Regions from separate parts of the Canis lupus genome. Here region 2 is linked to region 1. The links are chromatin contacts, called in public Hi-C maps. All regions are on one chromosome and are shown on one strand. Each heading gives the region's core, a stretch centred on a gene start, on an enhancer-like site or on the middle of the called end of the contact. The rest is flanking DNA. Distances are from core to core; before and after follow the strand shown. Region 1 overlaps XRCC4 (DNA repair protein XRCC4). Region 2 holds the start of XRCC4 (DNA repair protein XRCC4).

Region 1 (7,488 bases), core at 592-3,091:
AAAGGAAGGAGGAGGCCATTCTACTTACTTGAGCAAGATAAGCAAAGGCAGGGAGGCAGTTTGGTCACTTGTTTAGATTTGATTAACTGTAGCAGGAAGCTTAGGAGAGCAGCAAGAAGAGCTAAATAGGAAGGATGGGCTAGATATGGAGAAGGTGATAAAAACTTCTATTATTTGTTGTCATGTTCTCACATTTATTATTTATTATTTATTATACCTTTCTGTGGCTGGCAGAATAATGCCTCCTCCTTTTCCTCCTCCCCTCAAAGATATCAACTTTTCCTACTGCCTGGGACCTGTGAATATGTTACCGCCATATGATGTTAGGTGGAAGAGGAGAGCATCATGTAGTAGGCTGAATTAGTTCCCGAAGATGTATCTAGGTCCTAATCTTTGGAGCCTCTGAATGTTGCTTTATATGCCAAATATATTTTATAGCTCTGATTAAATTAAGTATATTGAGATGCAGAAATTATCCTGGATTATCCAGATGAGCCCTATATGCAGGTCCAAGTATCCTTATTAGAAGGAGAAAGAGGCTCTGTGATAGAAGAAGTGTCAGAGAAGATGCTAAGCTACTGATTTTGACCATATAGGAAGGGGACATGAGTCAAAGGCTGAAAGAAATATAGATATAGACACTGAAAAAAGCAAGGAAATATATATACTCTAGGGCTTCTTTAGGGAAAATAGCTCTGTTAGCCCCTTGACTTGAGCCCCTTAAGACTCATTTCAGACTTGTGTCTCCAGAAATGTAAGAGGGTAAATTTCTATTGTGTAAGCTATCAAGTTTGTTATAATTAGCCACGGAAGATTAATATATGTAAGGCATTAGGTGCTCGTAAAGTCATTGGAAAGCCTGGATGGGGCCATGGGCTTCTAGGAATGATTAACCTTAGGCTGCTATCAGAACACAAGACTCTACTACCGTAACTCTAGTCCAGTTGCCAGGAAACTCTTTTGTGTAATAACCTCCAAATGGATGAATGATCATAGGAATATATATTCTGGTTATCACCTCTACTAGGACAACTTACTTTTTTGACACAGCAGAAAGCTAAAAAAAAAAAATAAAAAAAAAAATGGGAACTACTACAGCTACAGAAAAGCATGTTATTCTCCAGTAAGATTTTGCTGTCAGAGAGGAAAGGAAAACGATACGGTGAGTCAAGATGTCCTTTGTTGCATTTTCATTTTCCAAATATCTCAACAGTTTTACAGAAGAGACTGGGAAATAAGAGGTTTTAGCATTACAATTTTTACAGTAGTAAAAATTTAACCCAGAATGATGAGCAGAAAAATCTACAGAATTTACTGCAAAGGGTTTGAGGTTATTTATAGATCATTCTAGGCTCCATCATTCCCTATGTTTTCATAGAATTATTTTCTAAGCAATACGAATTAATAAAATTAAGTCAGTTAATGCAACAACATGAATAGAACACCTATTACTGTTTAGGGAGAATCACATAAGTTCAAATGAAATAATGTTAAAGAAAGGAAAAACTCTGCTGTTCTTACAGGGAATATGTGCTTTAATGCAAAAGGAACTGCTACCTACATATGGTTAATTTAGGATAAAGTATGTTTAGAAGTTCTGAGTGATAAAAATAAGTTGGAAATGAATTCAAGTCTCCATTTGGGAGGAGAGTTTTGAAAGAAGAGACTTTCTATGAGAAGAGTAGACAATGCATTTCTGGATGATGGAGGACACAGCTTATAGGCAGGAGGGACAACTGTCATATGAGTGATTCTGGGTGGTTGGTACACCAGTCTGTGGGGAGAGGTTTTAGTAAGGAAAGCGCTAAGGTTGATGTGGTTGCTAAGTAGCCAGGAGGCTCAAATTGAGGAACTAGTCTTTCTTAGTAAAGACGTTATGACTTAGTAAGATTGTCAGGATAAGCTCTGTGAAAGGAAGTTAGGCAACAACACTTGCAGTGTTTATTTCAGGATGCTGAGATGGCATCCAAAGGGCAAAAGACAACGCCTTTGGCAACTGTTGAGGTTTGACTGGAGAGACCGTGCTGCAGATGCACATGCAGCTCTCTTTCTGGTCTTTATAAAGTATAATGTATATAGAGAGATGGTTTAAAAAGGTAGTACTGGGATCCCTGGGTGGCGCAGCGGTTTGGCGCCTGCCTTTGGCCCAGGGCGCGATCCTGGAGACCTGGGATCGAATCCCACATCAGGCTCCCGGTGCATGGAGCCTGCTTCTCCCTCTGCCTATGTCTCTGCCTCTCTCTCTTTCTCTCTCTGTGACTATCATAAATAAATAAAAATTAAAAAAAAAAAAGGTAGTACAGAAAAGTAGAACATTGAAATCTAAAAGCCTCACCTCTGGATCTTCTGTCTAAAGATTACTTTAGATTATCTGATTCTTACGTGTCCTCTTAAAAAACCTGTCTCTAACACCAAAACCACATACATATTCATGTACAAAATGGGATCATGGCATATACACGGTACTTACCCTGTCCATTGAGTTCTTCTAATATCAACACATTCAGATCTAACCCATTCTTGGGAATGGCTCCACAGTATTTCATTGTTTTAGCTTTTCCATGACATGTGCCATCAGTCTAATGCTACAGGATTTTTATGCTCAACTTTTTTTTCCTTTTTACCTGCCTGCCCATCTCCCTTTCTGAGCTAATTTGTGCTCACTCTGCTCCAGCCACACCAGACTCCTGCACATTCTTCAAACACAAAAGTAGTAGTTCTGCTTCTGCATGAGCATTCCTCTGCCTAGAATGTTTTTCCTTTAGGTATCAGCTTGTTCCCACCTTCCACACTTTGGCTCACATTTTGACTTCTCTGGAAGACCATCTTTGATCACACTGTAATATTGTAATCCCATCCTATTCCCATTCTACTTCCTTTTCAAATTTTTCTTCATATCATACTTCACTATCTAATATATATCAATTTATTTTGTCTCTTTTTTCACTGAAATATAAATTTCATAAAGATGGCAATTTTTGTGTGTTATTTGTTGTTACAAATACCTTTATGAGTAAGGAATTGCTGGACGTCTTATGTCCAGACAAGAATATAATCTCAAAATATCATTTATTGTTTAATCACATCCATGCTCTAGATATTTCCCTTTTAATTCTCAGATATCCCCTAAGACTGTAGGCTTTCCTTTGGTAAATGTTACTTAAAGCATAACCATTGGGGTGCTTGCTGGCTCAGTCGGGAGGTATGTGACTCTTGATCTCAGAGTTGGGAGTCCAAGCCTTATGTTGGGTGTATTTATTTTATTAAATAAATAAAACTTTTTAAAAAGGCTGAAAACATAATCATAGCATATGGTAGACATCAGTTTAAAAAGAACTATATAAAATAGATAAATCCTACCTCTTGTTCTAACAAAACAATAAAATTAATGTAGTCCTCTACTTTGGTAATTATTCTTGAACACCATTTTTAGGTAATACATGGCCTGGGGAGAGAAAATCATTTGCACAAAAAGGTTCTAAATGTAAACTGAAATTGTTATGTGTAGTAGTTTAGATTCACTGTACCCAAAATGAAGAGAAATAGTTCCTAAGTAGATGATAACAGCTTTCAGTAGACAGTGTTGTTTCAAAATTCAGTAAATAATAGTTTTGAGCATCATGACTAGAATAAACCTATATGTTTCACTTCAATTTTGTACTGTTGTGAAATTTGCCACAAATTTCATCAGATATCTTGAAGTGACATAGCAGAACATATCAAGGAAATCCCTCACTCTTTTGACAATAAGAGTTTTCAGAGCTTCTAGATTCCTCTCCTTCATGGAAACATTTATGTTATTAATATTTAAAAAACAGATTAAATTATTTTCATGATAGCCTTGTATGTTCTATTAAGCCACAGCAAGTATTTATTAATAGCATTAATAGTTAACTTTTACTTTTCAAGTTGGTGTCAATCTTAAATACACTTTGGAGAACAAACATACGAATAAGTTGATATCTCATAAAATAAAGTATGAGAGGAGTTAGATCTATGTACCTTACAGGCACAGGTCTGGAGGGCTTATTTCATACATTAATTGGAACTGAAGAATACAGATAGGATCATAATATAATCGCAGAGATACAGTATAATGTTCCCCAAAGAATGGACATTTATCATCCGTGATCAAGATGCAAAGAAGTTGTACTGTGTTGTGATACTGTCCCTCATTATCCGTAATAAAGTCACACGAAAATAATACAAAGACCAGGAGACCAGCTAGACATTCACCAAAGGCATTTATATTCAATCTTCAAGAGATCCAATTGATTTCAATGAATTAGTGAACATTTCATTATCTAGTATCTATGATTTTTAAATAAAACAACCCTTTTAAAGATAGTAACTGCAAATATGTGCATTTTATTTTTAATTGGAAAAATAATAAGCTTGTACTGGTAAGCTATTTCTTATTTTATTATATGTTTTATGCTTTCAGACTTAAGAGTTACTTAATTGTTTATAAATTGTGCTGTCTGGAGAATTTTATCTTATTTGATATCTTTGTAATTTTTGAATATTATTAAATGTTAAATGGGAATCTAATTATAAAACAAATTTAGTTATTCACTATATATGGCCACTAAAAACATTACTATTAGCCTATTAAAGTCTCTGGTCAGTTTTTCTCAATACTGAATTCTAATAAACACTGTAAACTCATAATTTTGCATGAATTTATACGCATTTAAAACATCAGTGAAATTATGTATGTATTTGGTTGTCAACAATGATATAGCTTCTGCTCTGTACCAGGTAATATAGCAAGGACTAAAGGTATCAACATGATTAAGATACTTCTTCCTCATTGAGTATGATAAACTTGATTAATTGCCCCCTAAGAGGTCCATGTCCTAATCTCTGGAATATGTGAATGTTAACCATATATGGTTAAAGACTTTGTAGATGTAATGGAGATAAGCATCTTGAGAATGTCCTGAGATTATTTGGGAGTATTGAGGTGGATCCACATGCAGTTATGTGTAACCTTATGAAATGTAAGTATAGGGAGAGTTGAGACAGACATAGGAGAAGACAATGTGATCACAGAGGCAGCGATTAAAGTGATAATGACCGCCAGGCAGGGAATATGGCCATCACCAGAAACTGGCAGAAGCAAGGAACAAATTCTTCCCTAGTGGATATAGAAGGAGCCAAGCCCTGCCACCATGTTGATTTTGGTCCAGTTATACTGATTTCAGACTTTTTAGACTCCAGATCTGTGAGAGAATGAATGTGCGGTGTTTTTAATTGCCACATTTGTGGCAATTCACTGTAGCAGTCATAGGAAGTGAATATACTGGGGTGTGCAACATTTAGTGAAGGAGACAAGCACAAAAACACATAATAATGGTGCAGTGAGAACCCTATCAGAGGTATACAGGCAAGGAAGTGGGAGTACAGGGGTGGAGCATGAGCTCTGGGTGATCAGGTTCCATAAAGCTACGACTTAGATGATGTGAACTGAGGCTTAAAGTAAAAATAAGAGTTTTTCATTGAAGAGAGTGTAAAAATTCAAAAACAAAAAAAAATGTGACTTTTATAATACAGAACTATATTCTGAAATGTATATTTTGTTTCAAGAAATATTAAGCCCTAAAATAATTTTTATGGATTTTAAGATTTTTGATTCATGATGTTTATCAAGGAAGAGTACAAGGCATAAATAAGTCACAGGGATGAAAAAGTACAGCTTAGGGAATATAGTCAATAATTCTGTAATAATTTTGTTGCATGACAGATGGTAACGACACTTTCCATGGTGAGCATTGTGCTTCTAGCTGTTGAATCATTATGTTGTACATCTGAAATCAATCTATGTCAACTATACTTCAATTAAAATTTTTCAGTTTTTTAATAATTAAAGAGATTTGAGGAAAAGAAGAGTGTAAGGCTATGAAGCATTCTTGGAAAGAGTAATAGGTACTACAAGTAATAAAAATACTCCACTGTTACAAAAATAAAGAATAATGTATTATTTCCTGACATTGCCAATAGCTGAGGGTTTTAGAGAAGTTATTACATGGAAGTTTTGATTAGAAGATCTCAACAGCACCATAGTTCAGTCAGCTAGGGAGAGAGATAATTTATTCTAGTTAGACAAGTAATTACCAGCCCCTCAAATCATAATAAAAATAAGGCAACAGTTATAATAAAAATATTTCTCTTCTTTTTTCTAAAATTTTATTTGGATTAGTAAGAACTTTGCCTAAAAGTTTTTGGCCAAGTGAAAAACAGTGAGATGTTATTTCTCTGTGTTCTCTTGTCAAAATTAAACAGTAGAGGTAGTGAGGTTAGCTGAACAAAAACATCTGATACTGTGTGGGGACCACTAGATATTTTGCAGGCTGGACAGAATTTGGACAAGTTTTGATATCTGTTTTCAAAGTTGGTGTAAATACTTGAGAGAAAATGGTAAAAAATATATTAAAAAAACATGTTACAAACCAAATGGAGATTTACTAAGATGTGTATCAGATATCAGTGATTTGGCTGGAGAACAAAGAGGGGAAGACAAATAAATTATAATATAAAGGACAATTCAATGTATCCAGGGATGACTAGAAAAAGTAAAAAAGCAGGTATTGATTTGAATTATTTTCCCAGAGCCAAGAAACTGGATTAACTAACTGATCACTAGATACTGAGAATTTCATTCCCATACCCTTCACAGCTTCAGGCACTATCAAACTTCCCAGTTTTGTAGGAAAGAGGCCAAATACTGGCACTTCCCAAAGCAGCAGGGAATAACAATTTTTAAACGATGGTTTAGCCATATTCTGTAGGCTGCCTGTGGAAGCCTGACACTCACTCCCCTCCTCAGCATCTCCAGCTCACCTGAGAGCCGTGGAGCTCACAACCCCTCCTCAGACCTTCCTGGCTTCTGGCCCAAACACGGTACATTGAGTCAGGTCTACACTCCAGTTAAAAATAGGTTTGCAAACTCAGTCAGTCAGGGAGGTCTCACGTCACGTATTATTTTGGCAGAGAGTTTTCTGGGATAATTGCCTCCTATACAGTCTAAAAACTTTGCTATTAATGCGAATAGACATAGAACTGAGAGGGAGATTTGAATTCATTTAGACAGATGGCAGTATTCTGTTTGTTTTTATGAGTGGTCCAGGAGAGCTTTCCTATTGATGAAACTTTAAAAAATATTTTATTCATATGCACAGTAATTATGCTTAAATGAGGGATGGCACACAGTTGAGGCAGTTTTCTCTCTCTCTCTCATTATTCCTATAGGCATCTTTTTTTCCCCAGTACATATTACTGAGATACCTATAAAAATAGTATGGTAACCCATAAGAACAATACATATGTAATATTCACTTACAGAAAGATTTCTTTTAAATATTTTACAATTTCTTTTCATTCTACTGTAAAAAAAACAAGATTCCTATGTCCTAAAAATATAGATATCTCTTAGTTTTCTAATCAGATAGCCAGATATGGTGTGTACATTAGTAATGTCATCTGTAT
Region 2 (6,905 bases), core at 3,975-6,474, 190 kb before region 1:
TGGATGACCTGACCGAATAGGCTAGCTGGTTGGCATCTAATTCCAGAACCTCAAGAAATTCTCAAATCTAAAGTTTACCTACTTTTCAGTTGGGAAATGCCAGGGAGTTATACAATGGCATGCTGCCCAGTTTAAACAAATTTAGCTAAATATTAAACATCAAATAATGCACATTGCAACTAAGGAATTATAATTCAACTCACTCCTTCTGGAGGCTCTAGGAAAAGAATGTTTTCTTGCCATCTCCAGTTTCTAGATGCTGTCTGCAGTCCTTGGTTAGTGACTCCTCATCACACTGACCTTGATACTTCTTTTGTGACTATGAGCCCACTGCCTCCCTCTTAAAGGGAACCTGTGATTGTTTTCTCTCCCCATTCCAAAAAAGAAAAAAATTTTTAAAGATTTTATTTATTTATTCATGTGAGACAGAGAGAGAAAGAGAGAGAGGGAAGGAGGCAGAGACCCAGGCAGAGGGAGAAGCAGGCTCCATGCAAGGAGCCAGACATGGGACTCAATCCTGGGACCCCAGGACCACACCCTGGGCTGAAGGCGGCGCTAAATCACTGAGCCACCCGGGCTGCCCCCCATTCCAAAATTCTTAATCACATACATCCAATCTCTTTTGCCAAGTAAGAGACATATTTACAGGGTTTTGTTTTTTGTTTTTAGTGGGGAAGGATATTCTGTCTACCACACCTAACAGACACTTCCTTTTCATTCCCTAGACTTGGGGCTGCCTGTGATACTCTCTGGAGCACAACCTCAAATATGATCAGAATGGTGACATCTGGGGTTGTGGAATATAGCAGACTTGCCCTGCCTTTTAACTGTTAGTCTCAAAAGTGTTAATTCTTCTAAACAATGTAATGGAGATCCTAAACTATTTTTCTCCAAAGGACCCTTTTACTAATCCTTCCATGCTCAAGACCTATCATCTCCTACTCACAGACTTTCTGATATGCTTCAAATAATTACGCCACTGTACTAAATTAAACCATCCAAACAAAAAAGAAATATACTTGAGAAATCACTCTGTTTAATCATTCTTAAGTAAATCACAATTTGTTAGGCCATCTGAAATAATGAAAATAATTCAGACTTTCACCTGGCCACTGCTGCAGATGAACTAACTTATCAGTGAATAGATGGAGATTGGTTGGTGCAAAGCTTAGTGCTAAAACAAAAAAATTACTTGTGATGTTAACACATCTTTTCAAAAACTATTTTCAAGTCAATTTTAAAAGTTAGGAATATTTATTTCAGATTCAATATTTATCATTTTATCTATGAGGATACAATTTCTTGTTTTCAGTCATATCTGAATGTTAAAACTATATTCATTAAGTTTGGATATAAAGGCAAGAATTCAGTGTAAGGTTTTGTTTAAAGATTTATAAAAATAGTTTAAGAAACCATCAGAGGCATTAGGAATAGAGGGAAAAATAGGGGAAAAGATGCCAGTAGTATAATTATAGGCACAGAGAAGTAATGAGAAAGGCGCAGAAATACATGTATTTATATGCTAAAACAGTTGTCTTAAGTGCTCAGTGACTGGTTGCTAACTGTACTTAATCTACAGAAAAGACTACGGCTACAGTATTTTCATTAGTCTTGGATCACTTGAACTCCACATAGCTTATTTATTTTTAGCATTATCAAAACAAATTGCTTAACCCATTGATGAACGGTCTTCCTTATGCATATAACACCGTGTGGGAGCTTGGAATGTTGATTGCCTCTTATGAGGGAGTAATTGACATATTAAATTCCTCCAGTTTAACTGGAATTCACTTTAAAACAAGAATTTAATACCAAAGATAACTTTTAAAACCCCAAATAGTAACAATTTTACTCGTTTTAAGACTTACTGCTTTTACACATTTATCCTTCTCTGGAGGTGGAAGGAGACCCAGAAATGATATTCCTGACCTAATTGTGATAAAAATTACCCAGCACTACAAAAGTGGGTCAGCATTTTATCATTTACAAATCTAGGTCAGGCCAGCATTTTCTAACTAGTTTCTACTTGTAAACTTATACGTATCACTATTATCTTTTAATATGGGAAACATGGAAATGCAGGGATAAATGAAACCTGTATATAAATGTGCAAACAGCAAACACCCCCCCACCCCCACTTGCCCAAGATAAGTCACTTACTATTTCCATTCACACAGAATTATTGACGTTTTCTTTTGGTGTTATTAGCATCTAAGTTCAACCTTTGTTGCTTACTATAAGGGAGCACTGAAATTATACCTGATATGCAAATTATCTTGGTTTAATTTGAAACCAAAAAACTAGGATTGCCTAATGTTTTGATGTTGAAAACCTGTCTCAGTATCAGTGGCCATTAAACATTTGCATTATTTAGGAAATAATCCAGTATATAAATTTGCCTTGAATAAATCTGCACCTCTACTTATAAAAGGAGGAGCTGGATGAAATAGTCATTTGATCTTATTGGTCTTGTCTAAAAAATGTAGAGACCTTTTCTACTTACACTTTCCACTTAAAATTAAGAACTTTCAAGGCTATGAGGAAAGCTGTAGCCCAGAGTAGAAGCAACTCAGTTCTGTTCTCCACTGGCAACGTAGGTGGTCATTTGTACTTACTTTCATCTCATTGTCATGGTACGTATAATGCATTTGCTATGTTTCTGTGGCTTAGTTTCAGAACGATTTTATAGATACCAGAGATCTAAATATAAAGCAACAAGGGGATCAAAGAGTTGATAGGAGAAAGCATATATAGAACTAGGATAAGCAGTGGATTTACAAAAAGCAATAAATACTTGACATGTTCTTGATAATTTGATAAGACACAAGTATTCCAAAGGACAAAGTGCAAGTCTTATTATGAAGAAAAGTGTTCCGACCATGCAGTCGGGAACGACCAAGACTGATAAGTGGGACAAACTTCTTAATATATGGAGTCAAATGGTATGAAGCCTGGCTGTTCTTTAAGAATCACTTGAAGCTTTTAAAAACTATCAGTGCCCAGAAATTTGGACTGAACTGGTTGTGCTCCGAATTTTTTTTTTTTTTAAGATTTTATTTATTTATTCATGAGACACACAGAGGCAGAGGCAGAGGGAGAAGCAGGCTCCAAGCAGGGACCCTGATGTGGGACTTGATCCTGAATCTCCAGGATCACGCCTTGGGCTGAAGACAGGTGCTAAACCACTGAGCCACCCAGGCATCCCTGCACCTAATTTCTTAAAGCTCTTTCCACTACACATGTTGTTTTTCTTTATTGTAGCAGACAACACATGGAATTTACTGATTTAATAATCTCCCCCAGTGGACTATGAAGTCCTTAAAGGCACTGAGCATCTTTTACATGACTCTGTTTCCTTAGATGTGTAAAGTCTCTCTAGTTGCCATTAAAAGACCTGGTCTGTACTTTAGAAAACTCCAGCAAGAGAGGGAAGAAATATACGCAACAATGTATTGCTGTTTTTTTTGTGGTTAAGAGCTATGCTTGGAGGGACCCTGGAATCGTTGTATACATGAAAAGAGACTCAGAAGAAAATAGAAGGGCAGGGAAGGATTTCTGGGAAGAGGTTACCCTTAAAAAAAAAAAAAAAAAAAGAATAAGTCTTTCTTCTTTTTTAATTGAAAGAGGAACCACAATTCTCTAAGTTAAATAACAGTCCGCTAATGACACTACCGAGCGGAAGTGTACTGATCCGATTGTGTGGTAGGGAGGCAAAGGAGCTGGAGCATATTCTGGGCTAAGGAAGGCATAACCTGCCAGCAGACTCCCATTTCCTCTGTTAAGTGGTAAAGTTCTCCAGCAAAGGCAGTTTTCTATGCCCCATCTAGAACCAAAGCAGATGGGGGAAAGCAAGATACGATGAGTTTTCGATTAAATGTCTAAGTGTTTAGTGTTGGTATGGAGTTCTGCGGGAACTTCTACAAACAGAAGCTGGGTAACTCCCACCTCACAAGAGCTTTTTCCTGGCGGGGTTGGTCATGGTTGCTTTCGATACTGTGATCAAAGATCCCCATCCTTGGGGATCCTTGGGTGGCTCAGCGGTTGAGCGTCTGTCTTTGGCCCAGGGAGCGATCCTGGAGTCCCGGGATCGAGTCTCACGTTGGGCTCCCTGCATGGAGCCTGCTTCTCCTTTCTGCCTGTGTCTCTGCCTCTCTTTATGTCTATCATTCATTCATAAATAAATAAATAAATCTTTAAAAAAAAAGATCCGCATCCTTCCCCCAGAAACATGCTCATCAGTGCAACATTCGGCCTGTGGATGTGGTGGATTCACCCGGTGTAGAGGCCGCTCGCGTGTCCCCGGGCCTTCAGACACAACGTGGGAGGTTCCACTACTCCTGACACGGCATCTGTCCTCTGTCCTCGAGGCCGGGCACCATTTGCCTTTTTTTTTTTTTTTTTTTCTTTTTCTTTCTTTCTTCCCCCCTGCCTGGAGGAGATGTATGCATTTCTTTTGAAGACTTTTCACGACTCGTTTTAAATTTTCCTAAGAGGCCCCAGCTACCCATGGAATCTGCAGTGACACAACATCATACACCCACCCCTAAGCCTGGGCGGGGAAGGCCAGACCCCACCAGCACGTTCCTAGAAGGAAAACCCCTTCTGCAAGCAAAGATCGCCGACCGGGGGCCTGAGTGGTCCCCGACTCGACAGACAAAACTGGGGCGGAGGGGTGTGCAGCTCGGGGTTTCCTGGGCCACAACGCAGCCCCTGCGCCAGGCCCTGGACGAGCGCGATCTCGAGGCCTCCACGCCTCCCCAGGGTCAGGGCCCACACCGAGTCTTACGCAAACCACAGCGTTAAGGCAACCGGCGCGTTTCCTCGAAACAAATGAGAAAGGGGGGCCGTGCGGGAGGCGCCGGCACCTGCCACCGCGGGGCCTCTCGGGCGCGGGGGCACCACACGGCTCCCGGGCCTGAGCGCCTCCGAGCCCGGCGGGGTCAGGCCAGGGACGGGGCTCCCCGCCCTCCCTCCAGCCCTGGCTCGCGCCCGCGGCCCCTTCGCGAGGCTCGGCGGCGACCCCCCAGCCCCCGGTCTTACCATAGTGAGGCCGGCGGAGCCCCAGCCACATCACCCTTCCGGGCCCGGGGCGGAAGAGGCGTGCGCCCCCGCCCCGCGCCGGCCCTCAGCCCCCTCCTCTCCGCCCCTTGTCCGGTTGGGCCTGTCGCGGCACGTCCTCCACAGCCGCGCCACTCGGACGCCGCGATAGGCTCCTCACTGCCGGAAGGGGCGGGACTTAACGGACGTCACGCGCCGCGCGGACGTGGGCGGCGCTCCCATTGGCCGCCGCGGGCCGTCTGCAGGCGCGGGCCTTTCGGAGGAGGCCGGAAGTGGGGGAGCGGCGAGGTAAGGTCCGGAAGTGGGAGATGCGTGTTTCAGGGATAGGAATCTGCCGTCCTGGCCTGTTTTTGGGGTCTTGCTTCCCCCCCTCCTCTTTTTTTTTTTAACTTCGGGGTTCTAGAACTCCTCAGTGCGCGAGGTTTGCCAGCTCGGGGGAGCTCCCGGGGAGGCCTGGTTCCCCCGACCTGGGCGCACGCTGGGCACCTCAGCGTCTCCCTTCGCGCCCGGCGGATTCCTCAGGCTGCGGAGCGCCTCTGAGGGGCGCTGTGGTGGTCGTGACGCTGGGTAGGCGCTGGACCCCGGGGCTGTGACACCCTGACGCCGGCCTCCTTGCCCTCGGCGCCCTCGCTCCTTAAGCTGCCCCTGGGTTTGCTCTGGGGCCCGGAGTGTGCGAGGCCTTGGGGTAAGGCAGGGCCGTGGCGACCAGTGGAGCTGCCCTCGCTGACCTCAGTAGGCCCGTAGGTATCCGGAGGAGGGGTCCACCAGCGACAGGAACCGCAGGCCAGCTTCCTCTTCTTTTCTTTCTTTCTTTCTTTGTTTTTTTTTTTTTTTTTATATTTAATTTATTTATTCATGACAGACACAGAGAGGGGCAGAGGGAGAAGCAGGCTCTACGCAGGGAGCCCGACGCGGGACTCGATCCCGGGACCCGGGTCACGCCCTGGGCCGCAGGCAGGCGCTCTACTGCTGAGCCACCCCGGCTGCCCCTCAGCTTCCTCTTTTAATCAGTTAGTATTAGTATTAGTATTTAGCTTCTTTTAGTTTTGATGATCCCACTGGATGAGGCTTCATATTCCAGCCGCTCTGTCTTTGCAGAGACCGAATGGAGCAGCAGGTGCTCTGACGCGTCTAGTTCGCACATTTCTTGGGCCTCCCTGGAAGGCTTTTGGATCAAAGTGGCATCCTTTTTTTTTTTTTTTTTTTTAACCACCAGTCGGCCTCCCGCCTCCACCCCCCCCCCCCTTTTTTTTTTTTACTTTGCAGCTAGTGTTGATGGGTTCGTTCTTTTTCTTTTTTTCTTTTTTTTTTTTTTTAATTCACTAGTGGTCACATACATTAAAAGGCAGTGGTTTTACTTAACCGCTTGTTTTCTGTGCTCCTCAACTAGCCTCCGTAGTTGAAGTTAGGTCTTCGTGTTCTGGTGTTTGCCCTTCGCCGCCCTCTTTTTTTATATTCTTTCTCCGTGGCGTTTAGATTAAGACCCGTGTTTGACCTGCATGGTATTTCTCTTTAAGGAGTACTTCTCTCTCTCTTTTTAAAGATCTTACTTGTTCATTTGGCAGGGAGAGCACAAGCAGGGGGAGAGGGAGGCACCCCGCAAAGCCCGCTGTGGGGTGTGATCCTAGGACCCTGGGACTTAAGCCTCCCAGGCTCCCGAGAAATGCTTCTCCTAACCTTTCTCCACTTTTTTTTTTTTTAAGAATTTATTTATTCATGAGAGACAGAGAGACGCAGAGACACAGGCAGAGGGAGAAGCAGGCTCCATGCAGGGAGCCCGACGCGGGACTCGATCCCGGGACTCCAGGATCACTCCCTGGGCCGAAGGCGGCGCTAAACCGCTGAGC

What was found. Hi-C and Micro-C count contacts between places; a contact is called where the count stands out from the background.
Region 2: a contact with region 1 is called in a Hi-C map of blood, with 3 times the contacts expected there. The contact joins the promoter of XRCC4 here to the enhancer-like site in region 1. A contact is called at or near these places in 2 of 9 Hi-C or Micro-C datasets (both in blood).

The regions. Positions count from the first base shown.
Region 1 is chr3:24,469,599-24,477,086 of UU_Cfam_GSD_1.0, reverse strand. All of the region lies in intron 7 of XRCC4 (DNA repair protein XRCC4), which reads left to right. Among named protein-coding and RNA genes, the nearest start is that of VCAN, 120 kb to the right of the region's middle. Within about 2 kb of position 1,841, at least 1 of the 20 cell types and tissues checked has an H3K27ac peak or open chromatin away from gene starts, as enhancers often do. A contact at or near this core is called in blood, where this site is marked.
Region 2 is chr3:24,661,774-24,668,678 of UU_Cfam_GSD_1.0, reverse strand. It overlaps XRCC4 (DNA repair protein XRCC4), which reads left to right and starts at 5,224. Exons shown (of 9, transcript XM_038532412.1): 1 at 5,224-5,346. It overlaps TMEM167A (protein kish-A), which reads right to left and starts at 5,200. Exons shown (of 4, transcript XM_038532415.1): 1 at 5,041-5,200. The coding sequence starts at 5,043.